Linked DNA regions of Mus musculus: region 2 is linked to region 1. A link is a contact called in public HiChIP or PLAC-seq data. All regions are on one chromosome and are shown on one strand. Each heading gives the region's core, a stretch centred on a gene start, on an enhancer-like site or on the middle of the called end of the contact. The rest is flanking DNA. Distances are from core to core; before and after follow the strand shown. Region 1 overlaps Il16 (interleukin 16). Region 2 overlaps Abhd17c (abhydrolase domain containing 17C).

Region 1 (2,710 bases), core at 117-2,616:
ATACTTTAAAAATGACAGCGAGCCTCAGAAGAAACTGGAGGAGAAAGAGAAGGTCACAGACCCTTCTGGGCACACCTTGCCCACCTGCAGCCAGGTAGGAGGGTGTGCTCAGTGGGACGTGTGTCCCCTGCAACATGCAAAGCTGCTGCCCTTGAGCATTAGAAATGTCTGCAGGCTTCCTGTACTCTGGCATAGAGAAGCACTCTCTTTAAGCTCACTGTGCAGAGACATATGAAGCTTCGCAGAACCAAACCGGAAGTTCCGGGCCTGCCAACTGTTGGCAGTAACACTCGCGGGTCACATGGCTCACGCGCTGGTGTATCAGCAGCAGGGTTACTTTGTGGTGGGGAGGCTGAGTCCAGGAATCTGAGATGCTCTGCTAACCACAAGTAGTCACCCCAATAGCTAAAGCAGAGGGAGAATGATTGCTTGTGGGAGTACAAGATGTTCGCGAGAAATTAACTTTGCCTTCTGGAGGTGGGGAGACTCGGAAACCATCCTCTCTAAGTCTAGGTGTCCTTAGCTGCTACTTTGGGCTTTTTGAGTGGCTCCCTCTACAGGCTGTTGTGAGACTTAGATCTTCCCTTCCGTATATTGAAGACTCCAGCACCATAACTTCTCTTGGAGCTTCTTCCTCTAGCTTTACACCCAAAGGATGGTAGGTAGACAGGAAGGCAGCTGCTGAAACTTGAGCCCTTTCAACAAAGGACACTGTTTTAGGGTTTCTATTACTGTGAAGAGCCACCAAGACCATGGCAACTCTTATAAAGGACGTTTAATTGGACTTACAATTTCAGAGGTTTAATCTATTACTGTCATTGTGGAAAACATGACATCAGGTAGGCAGACATGGTTCTGGAGGGGCTTTGTTTTACATCTTGATCTACAGGCAGAAGGAGACTGCCACACTGGGCATAGCTTGAGCATATAAGACCTCAAAGCCCGCCTCCACAGTGACATACTTCCTCCAACAAAGCCACAACTACTCTAACAAAGCCACACTCCCTACTAGTGCCAGTGCCTATTGGCCAAGCACTTAAACACACAACTCTATGAGGGCTGTCCCTACTCAAACCACCATAGGCATTATGCTAGATATGTTCACGCACGTTGTTTTAGTTCATCCTTCCCCGGGTCTGAGGGTGAGATTCCCAGTTTCACAGAAGAAGAACTTACTTAAGTTTGTGTTGCTGAGGCGTGCAGTGAAGGCTGCTAGGGGTGAAGTAAGGCCTCTGGAAATCCCCTAGAAGAAAGCAGGAGATTTGTCAAACTGCCCATTGACAAGCTTCAGTGAGGTGGATGGGGAAGGAAATTCTTGAGTTCCTTGGTGAAGACACAGTGAAGGAGGAGCTGTGTTACCAAACAGGAAGTACAGACTTTCAGGCAGCTGAACGTGCCGGGCTGACTAGCAACCAGAGAGGGCGGGGTATCCTGTGAATGTGTTTCCCTGACTCCCCCTTCAGCAAACACTTCATTTGGATCTGAGGCAGAATCTAGAAGGCAAACCAGAAGGAAATGTTGAAAGGGTAGACATTTTGCTTTCCTCCTGCAGACCCAGGAAAGGAGAACAGGTGCCTTGATGAATCTCTTTGGCTTCCTGATTGGGTGGGGCCACATGTCGGGCAAGGAGCATTGCCAAGTAAGACAGCCAGGGGAGGAAGCAGGTGTTCTGTAGGGAAGGCCAGGCAAGGAGCCAAGGTATTTAAGACAGCACACAGACAAATATAAACACATGTATGTGCGAGCATGTGCACTCTCTCTCTCTCTCTCTCTCTCTCTCTCTCTCTCTCTCTCTCTCTCTCTCTCTCTCTCTATCTCTCTCTCTGATTTCTCTGTTCAGCATCCCACATCTTGAGCAATCTGCCCTGCCTTTGGCTTCCTTCCCTGTTCACACCAGCAATATGGTCCACACTAACACAAAGGCCGTTCTGTGGCTGCTCTTTTGTCCTCTCTGCATCATCCCACATGGCCAGTAGACCCTTCTGTAACTTATTCACTCAACCAACAGAGCATTGTTGTGCTGGCAGAGAGATCACAAAGACAGGCTTCTAGTCTGACAGAAAACAGGAAGCAGTTGACCTTCTACACCATTCTTAACAGCCTTGGCCACTCCCAGACCTTTCTCAATGGATCTTATTGCCTGTGATTCCATTTTCAACCCTTCTTCTCTCTCCCTTTTCTCCCTCTTCCCTTCTTTTTTCCTACCTTCTTCTCTTGTTTCTGTCTGTAGTCTTTTCTCTCTAGGGTCCTAAGACCCTTCTCAAGCAGATATGTACGACAGGTTACATTTAATGTAACTGAAGGTAACCCAATTTCCTGTACCCAAATGACCTTCAAGATACTTCCCATGAACCTGGAGAGATGACTCAGGATCACTGGCTGCTCTTCTAAAAGATCCAAGCTCCATTCCCGCACTTACACGGAGGCTAGTAATCACCGGTAACTCCAGTTCCTGTGGATCTGATGCCCAATCCGGCCTCTGTGGGAGCTCTGTGGGCACCCACACTGTCTTAAAATACCACTCACATTTAAGAAAATGATTTTGTATTCTCTGATTAGTCCCCATCTCTCATCCTCTTGCCTTACCTCCTCCCTCTCCCCTCATTCACCAAGTGCTGAGCCAGGGAACATTTGCCTGAATAAATTTTGTGTAGAAATCAAATTAAGTTTGGGATTAATTTAAAAGACCTTTTCCAAAGATAATGCAACG
Region 2 (2,717 bases), core at 52-2,551, 460 kb before region 1:
ATCTTGGTTTACTAGACATTTTCTTCCTTCTTCTCAAACTGATGGTGCCAGATAACTACTTAGCAGATGGATGCCAAGTGGCTTAACCTTTGGATACACTTGTGTGTCTCTACCTGGTGCCAAGATTTGTTTGCTTCTTGTGTTGGAGTTTTGGACCTCTCCTCTCCACACATGCACACTTCCCAGCTCCTCTGCTGACTGACTGACTGACTGACTGACTGACTCTGTGGTACTAGGTGCAGCAGCTGCCTCAGTTTTCCCTGAGCTCCTTCCATTTCCTTCTGTGAGTCTCCCTGCTGGCCTGCAACATAGTGTTGCCCCTTGACATTTAAACAAACAAAGCAAGCCCTTTTTCTTGAACTGCATCTTGATTTCTGTGTCCTCCGAGAGAATGGGCTCTGAGTCTTTACTTGTTTCCCAAAAGAAGCACCATAAATTCCCTTCTATTGCCTGAATGAGGTGTGAAAAAAGGGAAAATCATTGAATTTTACCAAAAGCTGAAAGTACACCATAATTCCCACGTCTGTCTGCTCGCTCACAGGGCCCAGTATGTTTACGTTTTAAAGGAGCACTGCATTATTTTTGTAGACTGCTTTTGTTGAACAATTTGTCTGATGTTAGCTTTTCTACAGTCACTATTTCTTGGTCTCATGTTTCATTAAAACTGACCTTTTTAGAAACTGGAGAGATGGCTCAGTGTTTCAGAATACGGGCTGCTCTTCCAGAGGATCTGGGTGCAGTCCCCAGCACCCACATGACTACTAACAACTGTCTAGACTCCAGTTTCAGAGAATCATAAGCTGGCAAATGTCCAGCTTAATGACCAACAAGATGGATACTGTAAGGACACGTCCTTGCTGCTCTGCACCCTGTGCAAGGGAGGCTTCTTCCCAGAGGGGACCTGCCCTGCCCCGTCATCACTGTCCTTCTTCCCAGAGGGGACCTGCCCTGCCCCGTCATCACTGTCCTTCTTCCCAGAGGGGACCTGCCCTGCCCCGTCATCACTGTCCTGACTTGAGGGCTGCAAGTATTTCGTTTTCAGTGTCCCATCAAGTTAACAATAACAATGTTGTTGTCAAGTGAAGAATATGCGGTAACATTTCATTTTGGGGGGGATTACACACTTTACCCATGGTATCATTAGTGTGGCCAGATAATGTCAGATTGCCAGATTGTTTCCCTAAATTTCTGTAGCAGATTATACTCCTTCAATAAGGTAACACACTCTGCTATTCAGTCTTGTCATCCACATTCCATTTCTCATTTCTGTGACAAGAGCAGCATGACACCTGGAGGAAGGCTGGGGTTATGTTGGCTTCCGGTCTGAAGACAGCAAGAGCAGGAAGTGTTGGGTCTGCAGTCAGGAAGGAGCAGAGAGCTGGGAGCTGATTCTCTCTTAACGCCTGCCTAGATTCTGGTCTTCCAAGACTCCAACCCATGGAACAGTGCCCTCTTCAGCTAGAACTGCTGCAGGACTTGCATGTGTTCAGAGATGCTAGGGTTTCCTCCAGACTCAGCCAAGATGACAGGGATGATTAAATGGCATACTCCCTTGAAGTTGTCAGTCTATAATTCTCCTCAGTCTTTTAGATATAAAATAATTATTCATTGCTCTCATGTGTATCTTCATGTGCTGTTGTGTATCTGTGTCTGCCATGTTGCACATGTGTCAGTCAGAGGACAATGTAGGGATAGAAATCAAGTTCTCAGCCTTGAGAATAAGCATTTTTATCCATTGAGCTAGCTCTGTCTGTCCATTGATATTTTTTGTAGGTTAATAAGGGGATGTATTTTGTGTCTGCCTCCTGATTTATTCTACCTCATCGGAGAGTGTAGCATTCTTTCACACCTTCACCTGACATCACTTCCCACCAACATGCAGGGAGGGGAGAAAGGCAAGCATACCTTTCAATGCAAAGCTACGCCTGCTGCTTGTTCACTAACATCTGCACTTGGCTGGAGCTGCCAGAAGGCTGGGAGTGCAGTCATGTTCTACATATGGTATTTACCCAACCGGAACCTTTACAGAGGCACATCAGGAGGCCACTGCTGAGTTGAAATCTTGGAAACATTTAGCCCCAAGAAGAGGCTAAAAACAATGTGATTGCTTTCAAATTAGCTATCTTTTAGTGAACTGTTCTATGATAAATGACAATGTCTTTCATATCATTAAATTTTCACTTGAAGAGCTGTTTGCCAAATCTTCTTTTACTTTGACTTCAAAAACATGATTATAAAAAGGAATATCAGGAAATGTAAAGACTGAGTAAAACCTTACATGAAGCTCATGAGTAGCCAGGGGCAAAGTCATGGCCATAGTTTTACAAATGTGGAAGTCAGATTTGTAGTCATTTAATTCTGAAATAGGCCTCTGTTTGATCTTATAAAATTAATGTTCACTTCATGCTAAAATATACAAGATAGATGGTAGCAGTTTTAAGCTAATTCATGTTGGAGTTTTGTAGGCTTGAAGTACCGTTGTGCTCCCCCTACACACACTCGTTAGCTAATGCTGTGTTACCTCTGCTTTCTTCAGGTATGGCGTGAGTCCTGAGAACATCATCCTCTATGGACAGAGCATTGGCACTGTCCCCACTGTGGACCTGGCCTCGCGGTACGAGTGTGCAGCCGTCATCCTCCATTCCCCACTGATGTCTGGTTTGCGTGTTGCTTTTCCGGATACCAGGAAAACATACTGCTTTGATGCTTTCCCCAGG

The links. HiChIP or PLAC-seq counts read pairs in DNA pulled down with a chosen protein or histone mark.
Region 2: an H3K4me3 HiChIP or PLAC-seq map of pro-B cells shows a contact between it and region 1, with 5 times the contacts expected there. The contact joins two enhancer-like sites. A contact is called at or near these places in 3 of 39 promoter capture datasets (the C10 cell line and pre-B cells) and 4 of 115 datasets of contacts at active chromatin or transcription factors (large pre-B cells, memory CD8 T cells, pro-B cells and 1 more).

The regions. Positions count from the first base shown.
Region 1 is chr7:83,658,182-83,660,891 of GRCm38.p6, reverse strand. It overlaps Il16 (interleukin 16), which reads left to right. Exons shown (of 19, transcript NM_001360087.1): 12 at 1-94. Among named protein-coding and RNA genes, the nearest start is that of Stard5, 28 kb to the right of the region's middle. Within about 2 kb of position 1,366, at least 149 of the 459 cell types and tissues checked have an H3K27ac peak or open chromatin away from gene starts, as enhancers often do. A contact at or near this core is called in memory CD8 T cells and pro-B cells, where this site is marked.
Region 2 is chr7:84,114,250-84,116,966 of GRCm38.p6, reverse strand. It overlaps Abhd17c (abhydrolase domain containing 17C), which reads left to right. Exons shown (of 3, transcript NM_133722.2): 2 at 2,537-2,716. Among named protein-coding and RNA genes, the nearest start is that of Cemip, 29 kb to the right of the region's middle. Within about 2 kb of position 1,301, at least 28 of the 459 cell types and tissues checked have an H3K27ac peak or open chromatin away from gene starts, as enhancers often do. A contact at or near this core is called in memory CD8 T cells and pro-B cells, where this site is marked.